Regions from separate parts of the Mus musculus genome. Here all the other regions are linked to region 1. Evidence: chromatin contacts called from public HiCAR-type and promoter capture Hi-C data. All regions are on one chromosome and are shown on one strand. The core of a region is the stretch at or near the end of the contact, and the rest is flanking DNA. Distances in the headings are between cores, read along the strand shown. Region 1 holds the start of Gpr108 (G protein-coupled receptor 108). Region 2 overlaps Pdzph1 (PDZ and pleckstrin homology domains 1). Region 3 holds the start of Zfp119b (zinc finger protein 119b). Region 4 overlaps Sh3gl1 (SH3-domain GRB2-like 1). Region 5 holds the start of Hdgfl2 (HDGF like 2).

Region 1 (4,236 bases), core at 1,248-3,747:
TGCACCGCCTCCAGAAAGAGGAGGGGTCAATAGTCCGACAAGGATTCAGGGAAACTTCTAGGGCTTCCTGGGTGAGGTTAAGAGGCGGGTAAGGGGTGGCTCCGCCCAGCGCCCGGGGCCGAGTCCTATAGCCCCTTCCCCTCCCCCTCAGCGTTCCAATTGTAAGCGGGGAAGGAACCCGGTAAGGCCCCACGTGGGACAGAAGGTGACCAAAGGGTCCCCTCCCCCTCCCAGCCGGACAGGCGGGCGACGGGCAGGGACCCAGGGGCCGTAAGATTAGCCTCCAAGCCAGGCCAGGGCGCTCAAAATAGGTGACCTCACCCAGCTGTCCCCCCTCCCTGGCCTGGTCCAGGGACTTCTTCAGATGGTCTTCCTCTCAACTCTGTGCCTCAGTTTCCCTATGCGGGTCCTGGGCAAAGTATCCCTACGTCCTCGGGGCGTCTTGAAAGTCCCAAAGGAACTTTTGAGTGAGTGCGGAGGGCAGAGGGCGGGGACCCAAGGGATCAGCTGCAAGGGAAAGCGTGGAGTCCGGGCTAAGGTACTTCGGGGACAAAGAGCGGAGAAGCCAGGACCCCAGCAAGGGAGAACCGTGGGAACTGGGGAAAAAGACTCACCCACAACTCGGTACCCCAATCCATGCTGCTCTTGCCGCCCAGGACGCCACCGCCTCCTGCCCGGGTCTCCGCCGCCCTCCACCGGAGACTCAGCCCCAGGGCAGTGTGCCCAACCTCGCCCCGCCCCGCCGCCAGGCCACGCCCACCAGCCTAGATTACAACGCCCCTTCGTGCCTTTCCACGCCTCTACTCTGCCGAGCCCCCAGCGGGGGGCTCTGAGGGCGGAGTCCAGATGATGCCCCGCCCCCCATTAAAGGGCCATGCGCCACCTCAAAGTACGCCTCGATTAATTTTCAAAATTTGTACCCCATATTTCTCTCCTCTGCCATCCCAAACTATTCATCCTTTCCTTTCAACTTCGCATTTTTTTTATAAAGGGTCAAGAGATCAAAACCCCAAATCCAAGCAGTCTTTCCCACGTGTCCCCACTCCATGGCAGGGAAAATCTGTGGTTGGTCATTAGGCTCTTGCGGGGACCTACTCGGCTCCAGAAATCTCCATTTCGTCTCACTAATAGTCTGTTTCCCTCCGGCCACAGAGATGGGATGACTTCGATCTTGCCCAGGATGCACATCCAGCCAAGGCCAGGTCCATTAGCACCCCCCAACACCACCGCATCCTGACTTCTCTTCCTTCCCGCCAGAGTCTCCTCTGAGAAACAGAGGACAGGTTGTCCTTTGGGCACCGTTCTGGGCTAGGCACACACTCACACACACACACACACACACGCATGCACGCACAGCACCGCGCACTTGCACTTGACTACACATTTTCCAGCCTCATTCAGTATGTAAGGCCCAAATCAGAACTGCCTCTAGATTCTGGGACCCTGGGGCTTAGGATTTCGGGTCCTCCCAATCATAAAAGTCCTTTCACGCCTTGTAAACCCCCTTAAGGCTCCCGGATAAAAGGGAAGAGGCCCTGTTGGCTCCCACCCCACTCTCCCTGGCTGTAGGTGCTTTCTCCGCCGCTACGCAAGTGTCAAAACACCATTGTGTTGCAGCTAGAAGAGCAGTCTAGACTTCTGAGGAAAGACGCCCTGGAGCCAGTGCTGGAACTGAGGCTCCAATAGGCCTTGGCCCCACCTGCTGGTGGCTTGTGGGCTAAGCTCTGAGATGTAAAGTGGGGTAGAGGGATGGTGGAGGAGGGTGGAGAAGGACTCAGAGTCCCAGTGACGAAAAAGGTATCACACTACGGTGGGAAGCTTCGCGCCAGGGTCAGCAATCTAATTAAGAGTTGCAAGCTACAACTAGGATCCAGCAGCTGGGACTCTTCCAGATCTGAGGACTCAGTAGGAATTGAGGAGCCTATGTTTCAGTTTGAAGTAGGGAACTCAGCTGCTGCAAGGTTACGCCTAGGGCGGAGTCTTCAGGTAGGACCTACAGCGGCATTCAGCCGAGGATTAGAGATCAGCATAGTGCGAAGAATTTTAGGCTTTTCGGTGGCCCAGCAAAGTTGAAACAAGGTAAGCTCATAGACGCGTACGTTGACTAAGTCTCCACTTCTGGCCGGGAGCAGGGTATCGGGGAAGTGAGGGGTGGGAGAGGAAGTGCGTCCTTGGGAATACTGGGAAATGTAGTTTATGCATGCTTCGTTGCACGGATCTGCTCCCTCTATATTCTGGGTAATGTAGTCTTGGACCGTTAAGAGTTGCTGAAGGAATTCCGCTTTAAGGGACGGATATGGGTTCCTGGATCATTGGTGAATCGTCCTGTTCCTCAAACTACATCCGGGACAATCTGTTTAGCGATTGGAGAGTATGAAAGCCGGGGCTGAAAAGGATAAGCACGCCCATTTGGGAGGCCTTCTGACAATCAAAAGAATCTCAGTTGCTAATTGGGTGACTAGACCACGTCGTGCGACTATTGGCTGAAAAGTGGGTAGGCCTTATCAGGCGTCAGAGGCTGTGTTCGGGGGGCAGTCGCAGCCCCAGAGATGGCAGTGAGCGAGAGGAGGGGGCTCAGCGGCGAGAGCCCAACGCAGTGCCGATGGGGATACTTGTCGCTGCTGGTGCTGACGCTGAGCGGCTGCTCAGGCCGTATCCACCGGCTGACTCTCACAGTGAGCCCCGCAGGCTTGGCCTCGTTGTCTCCCCCCATAGCTCCGCCGGTGGATGGAGCAGCCGCACCCCCCACTGCAGGCCGCTAGTGGTCTCGTCCCGGGGTCTCCCCGCCCGGTGCTCGTAATGGGTTGGCCTGGCTTAGAGGGCGGGGCTTCATCTCCTGGGACCCCTGACTCCTGGCGCTTAAACTTTCAGGGAACACTTGGTAACAACCATAGGACCTGGGAGGAAGGGGTACCACCTGGTAGGATCTTCCTGGAATTCACTTAGGGGAGTGACAGGAGACTACTTTCAAAATTTAGCCCAGATAGAATCGAAAACTTTTCTGGAAAGTCGAAACTAGTCACACCAGCCTATGTAGCCCGCTCTCGGGGTGGTGCACGTCTATATGGGGACTGTCATGGGGTTGCCAGGGTTTCACCCCATGGACACACAACCCCACCCTCTAGCTGCCTCGGACTGAAGTAGGAAAATGTCACCAGCACCAATACGATGTACCCAGGAAGGCTTTCTCACATGCTCCTGTCCTGAATAAAAATGTATAGAGACGCTCAGGGAAACACGCCGTCGTGCTGGACTTGGTGGGGAGAGTGCCCTTGTGCCACTGTGTCTTTGGTTTCCTGCAGGGGGAGAAGCGAGCTGACATCCAACTGAACAGCTTCGGATTCTACACCAATGGTTCCCTGGAAGTAGAGCTGAGCTTACTGCGACTCAGCCTCCAGGAGACAGAAAAGAAGTTGCCAAAGGTGAGGGGGCTCATGGGAGGACTCAGTGTGCAAGTTCTGGGATTCTGTCTTAGCTCTGTCCCTCACCGGTGTGATCTGTGGCCAGTCTCATAGCCTTCCCCACCTGTCACCTAAGAATGAATACAGTGTCTCATGCAGTCTGGGTTTGAGGGTACAGATTTGTCATCTTAGTGTCCCTGCTGGCTTAGGCAGGAGGATCAGAAATTAGCCAGCCAGTATATATGTAACATATATGCATGTATATAATGCATTTTAATCATACACGCTTCTCCCCCTAACTCCTCCAAAATCCATTCCCACCTTCCCAAACTCCTCCCAATCTCATGTCCTTTAAAAAAAAAAAAAAAAAAAAAAAAGATATGGCCTCACTATGTAGCCCCAGATAGCCAGGAACTCTGTGTAGACCAGGCTGGCCACAGACTCAGAGATCTGCCAACCTCTGTCTCCCAAGTGCTGGGATCTAAGGCCGGTGCTCTTGTTTGTTTGTTTGTTTGTTTCTCCTGGGGCCACACCCTCACTCACTCAGCATCTATCAGCTAGCTGTCCACAGCTCCCCAGTTAGGTGTAGGGGTTCAAACACCCCTCTTCCCTCCATGCTGGAATGTTGACTGACTCGATCCTGTGTGGGCAACCACAGCTGCTGTGAGTTCATAAGCAACAGTCTGCTGTGTTCAGAGGACAATGTTCCCCTCTTGCCCTCCTCAGCCTCTGCCTTTACAGTCTTGACTCTTCCTCTTCCTCTTTCTCTTCCTTTTCCTCCTCCTCCTCCTCCTCCTCCTCAGTTTCATTCCCTGAGCCTTGGGTGAAGAGGTGT
Region 2 (4,236 bases), core at 1,055-3,554, 1.6 Mb before region 1:
CCCTGTCCTGGTTGTTGTACTCATTATGTAGAGAAGTATTAATGGAAATGAGTGACACAAAACTCAGGGGGATCAACATAGTCTAGTATTAGCTGGATACACCAGACATATAGGGCTTGTAGAAAAAGGCTTATAGTCAGGGTTCAACACTCGCTGTTTCATGCATCCAGTGGAGTCCTCGGAATGTATCCTTTGAGGATAAGTGAGCAGTATTGTGTACTACATTTAGACATGACCCTCTAAAACAAGCATTTCATTTAAAAGCTTATGGTGCAGATGCCTGTGTTGTGCCCATAGCTTTCAGGCGGTTAAACCCACTGCACTGTTTCATAGACATTTTTATTTTAATAGTGTGGGTGTTGAGACAGGGTCTCAGGTTTTCCTTCTACTCTATATAGTCTAGACTTGCCTCAAACTTTTCTAATCTCATCTTCATACCCTGAGCACCAAGATTCATGGCATATGCCACCATACCCAGTTCCCCCCATCCTCCTCCTCTTCCACTTCCTCCTCCTCCTCTTTCCTCTTCTTGCTCTTTTTGTAATGGTAAGTATTGCATGGTACTAGTTATCCTCTAAGGGCAATTTAAGAGCCAAGAAAAATGGTAACAAATGAGCAATTCAATTGAGAACATAAATTTCTCTTCAAAGCTCTAGAGCTTGGGTAGCTCCAACTCAAATACTGTTGCCAAACCTCCCTTTGGCTAACTTTCCAGAAGAAACCTGTCTCTCTGGGCACAGCATCAGGATTTGTCCAATGACAAGCTCATTTCCCTGCAAGGTCTCCCAGGGCCTCCTGGGGTCTGGAATCTTGCTGCTGCCAGGAAGCTACATGGTGCAGTCAGCCTATATTTAATCACACTGAAAACCTGATTTCCAACTTCAGGCAAACTGAAAAAGGCAGCACAAAATTCTCAGTTTGCAGCCAGTTGTCTCTGCTGATGTCACATCTGCAGCCAGGGATTTTTGTAAAAAACAGGGAAAGAGCCATAGCTCTGGGCAAAGGTGAACGACCTTCTGGGTGGGTGCACTTCTGTTGAAACGGTGTGTGGCTGCCAATTCAGAGGCAGTCAAATGACCTTCCTGGGTTTGTTTTGTTTTGTTTCCAGAGAACAAAAGTCACGAAGCTTCAAGTGGGAAATTCATTACTCATAAACAAGGGTGTGATTTTCATGCCCATTTAACTTTCTGGTTTCAAGTAAATAAATAAATAAATAAATGCATAGATACACAAATATTATTAAATAATGTCGGGAGGAGTTTATAGTTCCTCAAGAATCAGAACTTCTCTTTGTCCACGACACAATGATGGCAATAAGTATAGCAATGAAATCGTTCCTCACCCCCTCCTTCTGTCTCACCACACCCTTTACTGCTCTCCTGATCCAAGGGCATGGTTGGTCATTCGCATCTTCTCATGGCCATCAAGGAGTGGGGGTTTTAGTTGCTGGCAGGGAGAAGGTGCTTCAAAGTGTCACCCAGAGAAAAAGGGTCTCAGTGTCATTAACAAAGCTCCGAAGGGCACCCCTCAGCTTTGCTGCAGCTCTCCAGTGTTGTATCTTCTTGGCTCTCCATTTTATTCACCCTTTCCTGAGATGTTTCCCTTTAACACCAGCTTTCTTTCTGTCTAGATTTGTCTTGGCTCTTGTTTTCTTCACACAGTATGATTTTTTTCCTCATGTTTAAAGATGCCTTTCCCTGCCTCCTTACAAGTCTTTGGATTTTTCAGGGCTCTACCTCCAGACAAAATAAAACATACACACAGTGTTCTCAGTTTTTGTTTGTGTGTGTGTGTTTTATTTGTTTGTTTGTTTGATTGGCTTTTTTTAAAGACTCGGAACTGGCAACTCCAAATTTTTATCACTTTCAAACCAAAGTTTTGACCAAACAAAAAACTCAAAGGCATCTGTAGGTATATTTATTTTAACAGAGGATCTCACAAACACACAAATGTTCTTGTCTTTGTTCTTCTGCATTAAAAAAAATCTATTTTACAAGTGTGTTCACTCTAAGTTGGGTCTTGTCCTCATTAAAGTTTGGTGTTTCTCTTTTCTCAACAGCCTGGCCTTTGGAATTAGTTCTGTAAAAAATATTATTTCCATGAGAGAAAACACCAACATTAACCAAGGACCTCTGGCACAAACAGCCCAAGTTCCTTTATTCTTAGTCTATAGCCTTTGGACATCACTAAACAATTCCTATTTAAATCCCCTCAGCAACCGTGCTATTTTAATCAATCCTGCACACAGGCAGCAGCTGAACCTGTGAACTGGCTCAGGAATAGAAAGCCCTGTCAGAGGATTTCTGTGCCTTGGACAAAAGAACAGAAAGTTGTGGCGAATGCAGCCTTGAAGAATTTTTCATTGCATCTGAGCTCAGAGGGACTTTTGGTGGAGCTGTAGGGAAGGGATTAAACAAAGACCATGTAATAGTCATTGTCAAGCTAAAAGACTGAATTTTGCTTAAGGAATTCAGTTTTCAGACTTGACAGTAAAAGACAAGCTGGATTTTAATTGTTCTTCACTTCTAGAAACCATTTGATTAGTGAGAGCAGTGCCACAGCAGTTTTAGGATTAGAGTGAGTGGGGTCTCTCTTTCAACATCTGGATCTCACCAAGAGAGGGACTTAATGTTCTTGTACCAGTGAAATAGAGGTAAAAGACTAGGCACAGAAAGCTCAGCTGCAGGAGAAGCCACATCTGCTGCGATGCCCCATGATCAAAGTGTCACTGCAGCTGCTTCCAGGGACACAGAAGGCTCATCGGTGGGGGACAGAATACAACAGCTGAGATTATTAAAAATGAAATCTTGGCCATGATGCATAGCCTAAAGAGAAAGTAGCCCTGGTGTTAAAATCCAATCCATTAAGTTGTTCATTTTTCTCATTAAAATGTGACTTGAGCAAGCAGGGAAGACCTCTTAAATGACTAGAGGCTCTCATCCTGATTGTATAGTGTGCTGTGAGTAAACTCTGTTGAGTTCTCCTACATCAAAGGATATGGAAGGATGCTGACATTCCCTGAGTAATCAAGCAACACTGACATGAAGGCCAGAATCCCCTTGTCTGTAAAATAGGTCCACACAAAGGCAGACCCCCTGGGTATTTGCTTTCAGCAAATGAACACCAAAGATCCTTAGATTTCATTTCTATTTCTAATTCAACATTAAAATGTGCCTGGAAATGCAACTATGTAACCAAAGTGTTGAATAACACATGCACTGAATATTGATTCCAAAAGCCAACAGTCTCTCATATCCCAGTGATCCATGAAGGCAGACATTTGACAGATGCAGTGTGGAAAGCCACTGATGGAAGACAGGGGTAATATTCTGCTTCTATGCCATCCCTGTAATACTAGGACTGGACCTAATAGTCTTCCTCTAAAATGGTGCTATGAAGATTACAGCATAGTCCTTGAAGGTGCCACAGAAGCATGAGGTAATGCCTCATGTTGAAGAATACCCTTGTGCTTATTCACCTCTATGCCAAAGGCATGCATATAAATATGCACAGAAGTGCTACTCAAAATAGCCCCACACCAGAAAAAAAAAATCTGTCAACTTATGCATGGAGAAACAAAATGTGACCTCTCCTACAATAGACTATCATCCAGTCTTTAAAAAGAATGAAGTGCTAGTTCCTGCTTCAATTTAGTCATTTCAAGATATTACACTAAGAGGAAAAAAATCACAAGTTATATAGTTGTACTAATATTAAACATCCAGGAATATTGGATGTGTAACGACCAAAAAAGTCTGTTTATCTGTGATTTGGAAATGGTATCTACTAATGGGAAATCAACTGAAAGGAAACTTGGACGTTAATGCGAGTGTTCTGAAACTGAATTACAATGGTGGTTTCTTATCTTCGTAAGTTTACTAAAGAGTTATATGTCCATATAACTATATAATGGGTGAAGTCATGTTGTGTAAGTTGCATCTCCATGCAGAGGTGATAAAACAGATATGAATAATGATGAGAAAATTTTGAGAAAGAACTATAAAATAAACAAAATCAAAACAGTTTAATTGTAATGTTATTTTAGTTTTACATTAATATCATAGTATGCTAAAATATTGTACTTTATAGAAAAGCTATTCTTTAGTGTTTTTGTACTACTTCTGATGCATTTTAGGAGATGATAAAGATAATTGTTTCAGGAGCATTTGTCAACTCAGTGAATGAATGGAAACAACTTAGAAGGGGACCTGACACACAGTAAGCCTGGAATCCATA
Region 3 (4,236 bases), core at 792-3,291, 1.3 Mb after region 1:
ACCTGGTTCCTCTCACAGTATTCCCTTCTGATCCACCTATTTCAGTATGTTGGTTGTAGTAGCTCTACTTTCATTAAAAACAAACAAACAAACAAACAAACAAACAAACCAACAACAAAAAAACCCGGGCACTCATTCTAGAGCCCCTCCCATGTGTGGCCAGAATCCACTGAGCATAATAGAAAAGTTATTTTGAGGAAGGGTCTGGCTAAGTTAACCAAGTATTTTGTAAACACAGCCTGTAGTCATACCAGGCCTTAAACTTGTGATGCTTCGGACTCACCATTCCATGTGGTGGGATTCCAAGAACAGACCACCACTCTTGACTCTAAATGCATGTGAGAAATTAGCAATTTGTGTCGGCCTTTTTTCAAAAGGTAGTTTAGCTAAAGGTGTTTCAATTATGGTTTTAAAAAAAATCAACTTTTGGTGCCATTAGTAGTTTATTATTCCCTATCATGTAGCTGTCATCTCCAATCTCTCCTACTCTTTCTTTCTCAGCACTAGCTGTCCATGAATTGATTCTTGGGTTCCTATTTTCATATGTGTTTTTGTTTAGGTTGGAGGTGGGTCTTTGGGGAGCTAGGCCTATCCAAGGCTTTCTCAGATGCCCCGATGAAAGCACCAAGGGATCATTGCTTTTGTGACCTCTCCAAGAGCAGACTTGGGAAGGTCTGGTCTGGTGCTTGGGCAAGCATCTTGAAGGAGTCAAAGGAACCACGGTCTTCAGTTATCAGTCTCATGGGTATCAGTCTCATGGCCAGTGTGTGCTCACTATGAGGTATCTATCCTGTGTCCTTCTAGCCAACATTGCTAAATTATCTTTCTGCTGACTGTCTCATTCTCCACCTATAGTGTATCAGAGCTGTATATCATCTGAAAAAACTTGCTTAACATGAGCCATCATGTTATGCAAGACATAGTGACCCCAAACTTTCTATTTTTGTCTTCTCCTCCCAGGTTCTCACCCTGGTCACCTCCCCTTTGGGGGCCAGAATAGTTGGTGTTTGGGTTCATAGACCAAGCTGGTTTAAACTTTTTTTTTTTTTGTGAGACAGGATTGCTTTGTGTATCCCTCCCTGGCTGTCCTGGAACTACTCTTTATACTAGGCTTAAACTTTTGATGTCCTGACTCCATTTCCCAAGTGCTGGCATGATGAGCCAGTGCAACCACTAAAGGCTGGGAATGTGTGTTTTGGCTACCAGTGTTTAACTGAGAGAAGTGTGAGCAATTTAGATGAGTCTTTTTAAAAAATGGTTGATGCCCGGTGAATATCAACCAGGAGGTTTAAATTTGACCTGGATAGTCTGGGTGCCCTTTTGGCTGTGAGGCAGGTGGATCACTCCACTTGAGGTTGTTTAGTGATCTGTGTATGCTAGAGACCTTGTGCCTAGATTAAATAGCCTCCTGGGTGCAGCAGAGCAGGGACGACTGCAGTCCTGCTGTTAGGAAACATTATATAGTAAGGTGAAGTAGCTTTGGCAGATCGAGCCGAAGTGTGTCCTGAGAAATTACGCCATGCATCTGGTGTAAAAAAACTTTATTGGGGGTGGGGGTTGGGGGACTGAGGTCCTGGGGAAGGGACAGAGGCAGAGAAGTGGACATGACAGACAGAGAGAGAAAGAAGCGCACACGGGGAACAGAGAGACGGCCTGCTGAGTAGGGAGAGAGCTCCGGTGGCTTAGGTGGATACATTCATCCTGAAACAGACCGGGCGCGCCTGGTGGCATCAGCAAATGATGGCATCTGATGACAGAAGTCTCTGCTAGGTCCCCGAGAGTAGGTTTGTGGACCTGCCTGTACGCTAACAGGCGCAAGTTCTGTGGCGATATGTCCCTGTCTCTCCGCGTCTGGGACAGTTCTGTGCCTGAGCGGAGACCAGGACTGGGAACCACTGTGCTGTGACACTTCACAGCCCTCGGTGTCTAGGGGAGCTGTCACTCATTCCTCACTAGCCAATCACGGCCGCATGGATCCGCTAGCCAGAATGGGGAGAGCACTTCCGTTCCCTAATACTAAAGGTTCGGGCTCGGGTCTGAGGGAGGCTCTTGTGGTTCTGTGTCCTGGTCTGCCACCCGCTGCCGGGAGCTGTGAGGAGAGCGGGGCGAGCTCGGTCTCCACGCCATGGTGAGCGGGGCCGCCGTCCCCACGCGGGGAGGAGCCGCGGGAGACTGTGTTGGGTTCCTCCCGGGGTGCGGGAACCGGCGGTCAGACTCGCCGCCCGGCGTGATTGCGTTTGTTCACCTGAGGTCCCTGCACCTCCGGAGCGGAAGCGCGACGTCTGACTTCGATCCCGGGCTGCGCCTGCGCAGAGTGTGGGGCGCGGGTCCTGGAGTGAAAACATCCTTGTTGCTGACGTCACCATGCAGTGAGCGCCTCAGCTGCTTTTCCTGTGTCCAGGGAAGGCAGATATGCTGACATGGAGAACCCTAGTTTCTCCGGTGTCTTCTACAAGTTCTGCACTTGGCACTTGATGTTCAGGAGTAGGATCCGTCCGCAGTTAGCTCTGTGCAGATGCAAAGTGTTTGCCATCGACACAGACTTGTAGATGCCTTGACCGTCCAGTAACGTGTGTTAGTAAGGCCAGGCTCACTGGGTTTCCTGGTCTCTTTCATCAACATTTACTCTATTTTACTTGTGTATTTTTTTTTTTTTCTGTCTAAGTTTGTTCTCATGTTCTGTTGATCTCTATTCTTTCCCAGGAAGTACTGTGCAGGCAGGTTTTTCCGGTTCCCTGAGAGAACTGGGTGGGGAGGGAAACAAGGGATAATACAGAGAAAAGATACATACTTAGATCTGAGTTTGGTCAGGCAGTGGTGGCGCACGCCTTTAATCCCAGCACTTGGGAGGCAGAGGCAGGTGGATTTCTGAGTTCGAGGCCAGCCTGGTCTACAGAGTGAGGTCCAGGACAGCCAGGGCTACACAGAGAATCCCTGTCTTGAAAAAGCCAAAACCAAACCAAACAAAAGAACAACAACAAACAGAAAAAACATAACAAAAAACCCCTGAGTTTGCAGGCCTCCAATTGTTTAATCTCTACTTAGACAAGGTAAGGAAGGTTATATTAAGAAAACCTGTATCCCAGCCAAAGGAGTTGTCTCTTCCCTATTTGGAAGAAATATTTTCTATCTTTTGTCTATCTGTCTGCTTATTTTTTTTTCTTGCTGTTTATATTTTCTTTCTTTATTGCAGCTGTTTGAGGTTTTGATGTCAGGTTATCGCTGTGTTTAGTATATGTCCAGTTTTGTGTGTTGATTATTTTTTTCATTCTTGGTTACTTATTTTCATCAGTTTCCTTTGGTATCAAAAATGGTGACACTTTTTATTGGGCATTTGTTGAATTTATAGCTCAAATTCTGCATTGTGATATTTTAGCATACTAGCCAAGATGGCAGCATACTACACAGTTGCTTTCTACTCAAGGTTAGGTCATTTCCTGCTAAGGTGAGGCCATCTTCCATCTTCTCAAAGGTTAAATGTAAAGTGCTACAGCCTTTTCCTTAGAAATACCCTTTTACGAGGTTGGCATAAACATAGAAGGAGATGGTACCTATGTCATGGTCTAGGCAGGTAGACCTCCCCACAGTTATGGAATAGAAGATAGATGTCCATGGCCTCAAGCAGAGACAGTTGATTCCATCCTTGTCTTACCATATAGATTGTATTGTGGAAGGCACGCTTTGTCATCTACCTATTTTACCTTCTCAGTCCTCAGACTCAAAGTATTGCTTTGCCTCATGTTATTCCAATTGAGTATGATCTGAGCTGTGATCAGACAGATCTCCTTGTTGGCTGGAATGTAAGACTTCCACATTTCAACTAGTTAAATAGTTGAATCACATTGAAAGCCTTGATAACCTTGTGTTGCACGTCTGCACAGCTAGAAATGCAGCTCCCACACGGCATCATCTACAACAGTCACACTTTAAGCACGCGAGAGAGTGCCTTCATTGCTTCCTCCTGACCTCATCCAAGGTTTTCCAGGTTCCATGAGGGAATGGTGCAGGGAGGGAAACGAGGAATAATACCATGTACTCAGAAAAAAGATAAGGACTTAAGCTGCAGTTTGGGGGCCTCCAATTGTTTAATCTCTTCCTGGAGAGGCTAGGGAAGGTTATATTAAGGAAGCCTATAACCTACTGAGAGGAGCTGGTTCCTCACTGTTCGGATGAAATATTGTCTTTGTCTTTTTCTCATTTTCTTTTTTCTCTCTTTCCCCCTTTCTCTACTTCCTT
Region 4 (4,236 bases), core at 613-3,112, 1.2 Mb after region 1:
CAGCACCAACTGTGACCCAGAGCTGACAGAGCAGACTGGGAACAGCCAGGCTGCCTTTCTCCCCGGAGGAGCTAGGCCACCCTGCTGGGAAGCAGCAGTCTCCACACACCCTGGCTCAGGTCTCCATGAGTTGGATCACCTCTAGCCCAGAGACCTACTTCACTTCTTTGTCCAGGCGGCATTGGCTGCATCTCATGCACTTGCATGTAGTTACACTACCTGCCACTCCCTATGGAGTATCTGGAACCACCTTGTCTTTTAGGTCCCTCCTGACCTCCCATTCTGTCTGGGAGCCACTCCTCAGCACCCACCACTCCCACACCCTCATCCCCTATCCCAGCACTGAGTGTGACTCCAGTTGCCGTTCCCCAGCTTGCCCACCAGCACTCATATGGACCTGTGCAGGAGCTCAGGAGCCTCACCAGCTGCCTGTTCACTCCATAGCCTGACTACTCTTCACAGGAAGTGTTTTAGTTATTTCCTTTTCAGACAGTCTTACTCTAATCCATCCTAACTTGAATTCACAGTCCTATTCCAGCTTCCCAAGTCCTGAGGTCACAGCTGTTCACCACCATGTCTAGCCTAAAGCTCCATTTTAAATCTGCCTTTAATGGATTCTTCCAGGGTGTGACATAGTGGCAGAGCCCCTGCCCCCAAAGTCCCCAGTGAGGGGCTGGGGGCGTAGCCTAGGGGTAAAGCCCCCTCCCTGTATGGGCAGGGGCTCTGGCTCCATCACCATAACTCTGGAACAAAAGGTAGGAGGGGAGTCTTGGTGTTTTTGTGTGCCATGATTAGGTAAGTGGAGTTTCAGATACCCTAGGGAGAGAGTGAAGAGTAAATTCTCTGGTTCACAGTGGGTGTCCCAGTGTGGCAGGTTGGAGAACTGTGCAAAGCTCACTCATGCCCACCCAGGAGTTTCCCCTGGCCTTGTGTAACAGTAAAAGGATCATCATAGGAACAGTGTTGTCCCCACACCACCTCTGGGAGTCACCTGGCCCTTGGCAGTTTCATCTTAACTCCCTGGTGTCTAACACCACAGCTTCCCCATGGTCTCAGGGAAATTAGGGTTCTGCAGGTTTGAGACTGAGTCTGAAGACAACTGAAGACCTGAGGATTTGGAGTGAGGTTGTAGGGCCTGGAGGAAGGGTTGGCAGTCAGTGGCTTCTGCTGGCAACTGTCTTAAGGAGTGTCCAGACATCACCATGGCCAGCAGGAATCAACTGCAGTCCAGTCCTGCTGGCTGTCAGCAGGACAGTATGTGATGCCGCTGCTGCTAGGGCTCAGCCAGCTGTGAGTAGAGATGCTCTCTGAGGCCCTTGCAGAGAGGCTCCATTCCACCCTCTCCAGGGTAACAGGCTATGCCTGTGCTCATGCACACTAACAGCTAGCGCTGCCTCTGTTCTTCAGAGCCAGCAGAGTGGCAAGCTGTACTTGGCCCATGTACTCCAGGATTGTACGATACAGGGGCCACCTCCCTTCCTCAGTGTAAGGCACAAGCTGTTTCTGATGACATCTAGAATAAGTCCTGTTAGTTAGGGACCTTGAGATGGCATGGGGCACTGTCAGCAGGAGGTGGCAGATGATGACCCAGTTATCCATATGTGGTGGTTGGAAATCTGCTTTGTGAATGAGCTGTCTGTGAACTCAGATGCTGTCACCATTTCATCTGTCATTTGTCCTAGCAGAGGGGTACGATACCTCTAAGTCTCGCTGTTTTTGCAGTGGGGCAGTACATGGTCATCATGTGGCTGACCCTTGGGCAGGTGCCCTGGCTGAGAGCCCTGCCTGCTTGCTGTGACCATATCGGTATCTGTGATCCTAGCCTGGAAAATAACCAGGTTATTCCATCGGTGTGACCCTGTCCAGGCCCAGAGCCACTGTTGCTGTGTGTTTGAACCCTTGGGGAGGGTGATATTTCAGCCACCCTGTTGTGTTGCCCAAGCTGGCGAACCACAAAAAGCTTGGGAGGCTCCCAGGCCTATGGTCAGTCCTGTTCTCTGAGAACCAGGGCTGCTGGCCTAAGCATGGGTCCTGGCACTCAGGAGACAGAGGCAGGGGGATCACCATGAATCTGAAGCTAAGGCCATCACTTGAACTCTTGCCACTCAGCCTCTATACTTCCTAGCTCATCTGCCATCCCAGGGTCTGCACTCTCAACAGAGCTGGCACCTGGGCCTGTGTTCCTAGTGGGATCAAAGGCTGCCATGCTGCTTCTGGTCCCAGCTCCCCAAGCCTCTCACCAAGTGACCCCGCGGCCTCGAAGCTTCCACGCCTCCACACTCCCAGGCTTCAGTCAGTGCGTGTGCTTTTCAGGCTGATCCCTGAGTATGGTGCTCATGTGCACTTGTGTCCCAGGATGAGGAAATATAAGCCTCACAGGCCACAGAAGCTGAGCTCTGTCAGGATGCTGGTGTGCTGCTGTTGGCTGTGACTGAAGTAGTCCAGTGTCGTTCCAAATTAAGGGTCCTGCACTGGTGACTTGAGAGATGTGTTGAGTGGGACCTGGCCTCTGAAAGTCATCTTCACTCTGCTTTCAGTCACTGTAACAACATGCCTGGGAGGGGCAGTTTTGCCGAGAGAGGTTTGTTCTGGCTTAGTTAGGAGGTTTCAGTCTCTGTCATAGGCCTTTTTGCTTTAGGGATCCCACAGTTCCTAACGAGGGCACACTCATAGATCTAAGGACCAGGATCAGTATCTGGGCCTTTAGAGAATGGAAGCCAGTATTCTGAGCCCTTGCCCTTGTTACTGACTGAAGGCACTTCCTGTGCTGTGCAGACCCAACCTTCAGCTCTGTACACTTGTCCCCTGGGCACTGACAATAAATCACTGGTCACAGGCACTGCTGAATGTTCATTCAGGAAGCTGGCAATATGTCCAGGTTTATGCACAAAACACATTGACCAGGTTAACCCTGTGGGTGTCCTGCACTGCATAATCCTCATTAACTCCTTCCTGCAGTGCCTCTGGAGCTCACAGTGTCTAAGGGCATGGGTTGCAGGAAGGTAGGGCACCTCTGAGACTAATTTCATGTGCTCTCCTGAGGAACGTGTTGGCAGTTTTAATGGGACTATGTCCCATGCCGGGTTCCTCTTGCTCATCTGACAGGCCACTGGCATCCCTCTTGTCTGGCTATTTCCACACAGGTGCCCACTCCTCCCTCCCAGTCGGGCCTAGCACCTCCTATGACCTGCTGGTTGTGTTTGTGCTTAGGTCAATCATCTCTTTTCCCTCTTGAACCTTACAGACAAAAATAATAGTTATTGTAAGACCAGCAACACCTAGACAGGGTGGCTCTAACTAGCCAGTGTCTTGACAAGCACCCAAGCATCCCAAATATGTACAGTGCTGTCTAACTGACAAGGCCAGTAATGGGCAGCCTCTGTAGGAAGGTATGAGTGACTCACAGAGCACATGGCCACTGGAATTCAGATGTGGGAAGAAGAGGGCAGTAAGCATAGATGTCACCCAAACATAATAATGTTGTGCAGTTGAGACTGAGGGCAGGAAGGTTTTGGCACTGCTGTCACTCTGGACTGAAGCTGGGCAGTATTACATCCTTAGTGATATACTTGCTGACACAGGGGAGGGGCCAGGCTTGGGTTGTGTGCATTTTACTCCATAAACTCAAGACGAAAGGTCCTGTGAACACTAAAAGGAGTTGGCACTGCATCCATCAGTGCTCAGTGTCCTTGGGGTAGCCGTGTCCCAGCCTCACTTCTGAGGTGAGCCATGAAAGGATGAGGTGACCACTGTGGGGACATGTGGGTTTCCCAGCCTCCTTCATCCCTACTACCATGGCATGGTAGCCCAGCTATCACTGCTACAGTTGATAGGACACACACAGTCCACTCCCTACCCTGAGATGTGTGGGTGGGTGTCACTAGCATCTGAAGCTTAGCATGGTGTAGGAGAGGCTTCCCCTTCCTTTTCTTTTTTTAATTTTTCATTCATTCATTCATTCATTCATTCATTCATTCATTCATTCATTTTGGAGGCAGTGTCTGTGGCTCAGACTGGCCTGAAACTGTGCCTAAGTTCTGGGGTGCTGTTGGTGAGCGAGCACACGTGAGCCTCACTCAGCCTGGTGAGGCAAGTGCTCCACCACTGTGTCCCAGGGCCTGCTTTGTGTTTGCTTTCTTCCCTTTCTTGCTTGCTTGCTTGCTTGCTTCCTTCCTTCCTTCCTTTCTTTCTTTTTTTTTTTAAAGATTTACTTATTTTATGTATGTGAGTCCACTG
Region 5 (4,236 bases), core at 577-3,076, 1.2 Mb after region 1:
CCCAGAGCAACCCGGAAGTCCCACCCTCTTTGTGAAAGCCCATGGGTTCCAGCAGCTGTCAGTCACCTTCCCACAGGATGCTAGTAGCCCCTTCCCCTCCAATCAGGTGCTTGGAACTGTTCTCTCAGTGCTGGAGAAGGCTGGGAAGGGGGAAGGGACAAGAGCTTCATAGAGAGCAGAGGTAGACTAGTGAGGGCAGTGGCCAATGTAAAGTTTTGCTCCCCAGTCACCCCACTCACAGTGGGATTTCCCAGTGTTTAGCCACCCACCTCATCAACGCCGGGGGATGGCTGGATCCTCCCTAGCCTGCTCCTCAAACTCTGGTCCCTGGTGGCTGGATGCAGGATACCAGATGCAGAAGCATCCTCAAACCTGCCCTGCCGAGCCCTGCCAGGCTGCTTCTCCCAACGGTCCCACACCTCAGGAACTTATGGGGCCCTCTGGTCCTGACCTCTAGGAGTTACCTCCTGGGCTGGTTCCTGTTGAGCTTGCTCTTTGGCATCCCCATGGTAACTCCCTGCCGTATGGTCTTCCATTCCCACCCCCATGCAGACACAGCCAATCTAGCCTCTGTACTAAGACCTAGAGGCAACAAAACTCTGTTTCTATGCAACTGAACATGTGCACCAGGACTTGCAACGCTAGCCACCATCTGCACAACAAAAATTCCTTCAGTCCTGACACATGGATGCAGCTAACTTCAGCCCTGGAGTGATCTCTGTCCCAAGTCCTGGGGGCAGCAGAAGCCTTTGGGTCTCCGTGTATGTGCCAATTTTTGCCAGGGCCAGAATTCTACCACCTGCGCACCCAGGCTCTAAAAATCTACACTGCTTGACTCCAGCTTTCTCAAACAGGAAACCTCAAAGCCTCCTACCTCCAGCTTGAAGCTGCCTGTTCTCAGGTAAGCTACATACAGCCCACTGAATCCCTTTAAGGGCCGGACTCCAGGTCCCCAGAAAAGCTTTCTTCCAACCCTTGCCCTCATTTAGGTCATAGAGATAAGGTCCCTTTCCTTCCGCTGTATCCCGCTCCCCCATCCATCACGCGCAGCCTCTCTGGAAGAGACTCTTCCCATCATTTGACCCTTCCACTCCAATCCCAACGTGCCCATGTACCCTTTGAGCCCCACTACATCCCTCAGGCTCCACGACCCTGGGATCCCCTAAACGCATTTCTGACCTCTGGTACATTGGTCTCTCAGGCCCTGGACACCAAACCAAGTGACACAGGTTCCGGAGGAGGTCAAGGCTAGCACCACGGCCGTTCTCTGCAGGACTGTGGGTCTCTGAGACTCAGGACCTCACCATGCAGGTTACTCAGACCAAAACATTGCCACACCTCAATTCCAAAGGACCACGGGTCAGAGCCAGGATCCGGAACAGCGGAACACAAGTCCCTCAGACCAGGGACCTCCCCGAAGACGCACCAGACCCCAGGCACTGTGGTCCCGGAGGAAGGAGATTCCTCAACTCCAGAAAACCACAGTGCAGTCACCTGAGCCAGCAGCCCCAACCTCTCCTCAGCCTCCATTCCAGCCTCCCCGCGCGCGCCCGCCCGCCCGCCCGCCCGCGGCCCCTCTGCTCGGGGCCGCCAACTCCGCCGGGCCCGTCCACTCCACGCGCGGCCTCACCCGGGCCGGCCAGTGCGGGTAGCCCTTCATCTTGGCAAACACCAAGTCCCCGGGCTTGAAGGCGTGCGGCATGCTGTCGGCGGAGGCCCAGGCCGCGGGAAGCAGCAACGGCGGTGAGAGGCGAAGTCAGAGGCGGGAGTCGGACGCCTGAGGGGCGGAGGCGTCCGCACGGGCCGCCGGCCGGCGTCTACTTATTGGGTTCAGCACGACCGGAAGTCCCGCCCTCCCTTGGCTAGGGGCCGCCGTCGCCGTCGCTCATGACCACAGAGACGCGCGCGGGCCAATAAAGGGAGGGGTTGGATCAGAGCTAGTTAACGGGATTGGATAACGGAGCAGAAGCCAAGGGCGTGGACTAGGAGCCAGTGGGTGGGGCGGAGGGTGTCGGAGGTAAAAGACGAAAGGTTTAAGCGGCTACTGGGTGGAGCCTAGAGAGGAATGATGGGCGGGGCTTAGGTTGGGGATCGCTCAGGGGCGTGGCTCGCAGTCAGGATGTGGGGCGGGGTGAAGGGCATTAGACGAATTAGACGCAAAACGGACAGGGGCTTGACAGGGGCGTGGCTTAAGAGCTGCATGAGGCAGTGGCCTGTGGGTGAAAGGAAGACTGAAACTAATGACAAGCAGTGATGGGGCGGGGCCTAGCGAGGCCGGAACATACATAACAGTACTGAACAGGCCTTTGGACTCGGCCAGACGAAATATAAACAACCAATCAGCGTAGAAGACGGATTAACGACAGCCTTCCAAAAGGGCATCAGTGCAACTATGAAGCCCATTGGCTATAGCTCGACCAATGGCTGGACATGAAGACAAGTTCCACAGAACTCAGCAAACTCCCGCCAGGAGTTGGCAGAGGAAGGGGCGGTGATCAAGAAAGGTCAGGGCTGAGAAGGGGGCGGGACAGAGCTCACTTGTTTACTTTCATTATTTAAAATTTTTTTCTTTTTTTGTTGTCTATAATACATTACATATTTTCACTTTATACTTACAGCACCTTTATACTTTGACATTTTGCATTTTAATTATTCTTTTTGTTGTTGTTTTTTTGAGACAGGGTTTCTCTGTGTAGCCCTGGCTGTCCTGGAACTCACTCTGTGGACCAGGCTGGCCTGGACCTCAGAAATCCGCCTGCCTCTGCCTCCCAAGTGCTGGGATTAAAGGCGTGCGCCATCACTGCCCAGCCATTTTAATTATTCTTAATTTTATTTGGAGACAGGGTCTCACTCTGCTGTCCTCACTGGTGAGTGGGGGGTGGGGACAACTCCTTATATAGACCAGACTGGCTTCGAACTCACAGATGTACTCTTGCCTCTGTCTCCCCAGCTCTGGATCAAACATGTGTGCCACCGTGCCCTGCCTTAAAAATCTGTGTGCTGCCGGGCAGTGGTGGCTCACGCCTTTAATCCCAGCACTTGGGAGGCAGAGGCAGGCAGATTTCTGAGTTCGAAGCCAGCCCGGTCTACAGAGTGAGTTCCAGGACAGCCAAGGCTATACAGAGAAACCCTGCCTCGAAAAACAAAAACAAAACAAAACAAAACAAATCTGCGTGCTATGTGTGGGCATGCACGCACATGCTACAGCGTGTGTAGAAATCAGAGGACAGCTTTGTGGAGCCCACCACTCATTTTTTTTTCACCTGAGGCTTACGGGGAAAGTAATTCACTCGATGAGCCATTTCACTAGCCATATTTACTTTACTTAAATGTATACTGATCTTAGTAGTTGTTTATTTTTATGACTGGGTCTTAGCCCAGACTACTTTCTGAATAGCTATGTACCCAAGGCTAAATTTGAACTTTTGATCTCCTGACTTTATTTCCCAAAGGCTTATGTGGTGGTGGGGATGGAATCTGGGTGTTTTGCATGCTAGAGAAGATGAGCTTTTCTCTAAGCCCCATTCCCATGATGCTTATTTCTCTTATTGACAGTGTTGATTACCTACTGTACTTAATGTCACAAACTATTCCATGCTGAGTAAAAAATACATTGGATACCAAGTGTCTCAATTTCCCTAGCTGTAAAATAGGGTCCATAATGAACCATGTCCAATGGGGCCAGGAAGGGTTAGTGACTTCCCTATCTTTTTAAAGTTTTTTTTTAAAGATTTATTATTATACATAAGTACACTGTAGCTGTGTTCAAACATGCCAGAAGAGGGCATCAGATCTCATTACGGGTGGTTGTGAGCCACCATGTGGTTGCTGGGATTTGAATTCAGGACCTTCGGGAGAGCAGTCAAGTGCTCCTACCCCACTGAGCCGTCTCACCAGCACGTGACTTCCGTATCTTGGACTGTGTCTGGTCCTTGGGGTTCCTGGAGCTTCCACTTTATGTGGACTCACACATAAAGAACTGTTTGTATTCTTGTGGGTTTTTTTTTAATCTATGTATGATCTCAAAGGAAAACTAATAAAGGTGGCATGTCTAGGCTGTAGGGACGTCTCAGGACCTAAAAAATTGACAGAGAACTGGCTCACTTAAGCCTGTCCTCCCAGTATTCAGGAGGGAAGCATGAGAATTGCCCAGAATTCTGGGAGGTAGAGATGAAGGATGGCTGGCTAGGGTTTGTGTCCTGCCTAGCTCTAGGTTCAGGGAGAGACCCTGTCTCA

Evidence for each region. Promoter capture Hi-C pulls out the DNA fragments that hold promoters and counts their contacts. HiCAR-type assays count read pairs that join an accessible place to other places. Capture Hi-C pulls out chosen DNA fragments and counts their contacts.
Region 2: a HiCAR-type map of astrocytes shows a contact between it and region 1, with 2.7 times the contacts expected there. The contact joins the enhancer-like site here to the promoter of Gpr108 in region 1. A contact is called at or near these places in 6 of 39 promoter capture datasets (the C10 cell line, cranial neural crest, embryonic stem cells and 3 more), 3 of 484 Hi-C or Micro-C datasets (cortical neurons and palatal mesenchyme), 4 of 115 datasets of contacts at active chromatin or transcription factors (astrocytes, embryonic forebrain, forebrain and 1 more) and 1 of 9 other capture datasets (embryonic stem cells).
Region 3: a contact with region 1 is called in a promoter capture Hi-C map of adipose tissue, with 2.8 times the contacts expected there. The contact joins the promoter of Zfp119b here to the promoter of Gpr108 in region 1. A contact is called at or near these places in 3 of 39 promoter capture datasets (embryonic stem cells, liver and pre-B cells), 6 of 484 Hi-C or Micro-C datasets (brain, cardiomyocytes, cerebral cortex and 3 more), 2 of 115 datasets of contacts at active chromatin or transcription factors (astrocytes and extraembryonic endoderm stem cells) and 2 of 9 other capture datasets (adipose tissue and liver).
Region 4: a promoter capture Hi-C map of liver shows a contact between it and region 1, with 4 times the contacts expected there. The contact joins the enhancer-like site here to the promoter of Gpr108 in region 1. A contact is called at or near these places in 4 of 39 promoter capture datasets (the 3T3-L1 cell line, cranial neural crest, liver and 1 more), 2 of 484 Hi-C or Micro-C datasets (B cells and cerebellum), 3 of 115 datasets of contacts at active chromatin or transcription factors (bone marrow-derived macrophages, cardiomyocytes and pancreatic cancer cells) and 2 of 9 other capture datasets (liver and macrophages).
Region 5: a HiCAR-type map of Th17 cells shows a contact between it and region 1, with 2.9 times the contacts expected there. The contact joins the promoter of Hdgfl2 here to the promoter of Gpr108 in region 1. A contact is called at or near these places in 5 of 39 promoter capture datasets (the HPC-7 cell line, cranial neural crest, liver and 1 more), 10 of 484 Hi-C or Micro-C datasets (B cells, CD4 T cells, LSK cells and 7 more), 1 of 115 datasets of contacts at active chromatin or transcription factors (Th17 cells) and 2 of 9 other capture datasets (adipose tissue and liver).

Annotation. Positions count from the first base shown.
Region 1 is chr17:57,245,950-57,250,185 of GRCm38.p6, reverse strand. It overlaps Gpr108 (G protein-coupled receptor 108), which reads left to right and starts at 2,497. Exons shown (of 17, transcript NM_030084.4): 1 at 2,497-2,675; 2 at 3,303-3,422. The coding sequence starts at 2,550. Trip10 (thyroid hormone receptor interactor 10) reads right to left here and starts at 735. Exons shown (of 15, transcript NM_001242389.1): 1 at 615-735. The coding sequence starts at 638.
Region 2 is chr17:58,888,514-58,892,749 of GRCm38.p6, reverse strand. The region is part of intron 8 of Pdzph1 (PDZ and pleckstrin homology domains 1); the gene reads left to right. Among named protein-coding and RNA genes, the nearest start is that of Gm33751, 53 kb to the left of the region's middle. Within about 2 kb of position 2,304, at least 15 of the 459 cell types and tissues checked have an H3K27ac peak or open chromatin away from gene starts, as enhancers often do. A contact at or near this core is called in astrocytes, where this site is marked.
Region 3 is chr17:55,943,064-55,947,299 of GRCm38.p6, reverse strand. Zfp119b (zinc finger protein 119b) reads left to right here and starts at 2,041. Exons shown (of 4, transcript NM_146249.4): 1 at 2,041-2,128. The coding sequence starts at 2,126.
Region 4 is chr17:56,025,702-56,029,937 of GRCm38.p6, reverse strand. The region is part of intron 1 of Sh3gl1 (SH3-domain GRB2-like 1); the gene reads left to right. Among named protein-coding and RNA genes, the nearest start is that of Sh3gl1, 8.8 kb to the left of the region's middle. Within about 2 kb of position 1,862, at least 48 of the 459 cell types and tissues checked have an H3K27ac peak or open chromatin away from gene starts, as enhancers often do. A contact at or near this core is called in cerebellum and liver, where this site is marked.
Region 5 is chr17:56,077,221-56,081,456 of GRCm38.p6, reverse strand. Hdgfl2 (HDGF like 2) reads right to left here and starts at 1,826. Exons shown (of 16, transcript NM_008233.4): 1 at 1,631-1,826. The coding sequence starts at 1,702. It also overlaps a transcript of Ubxn6 not described here.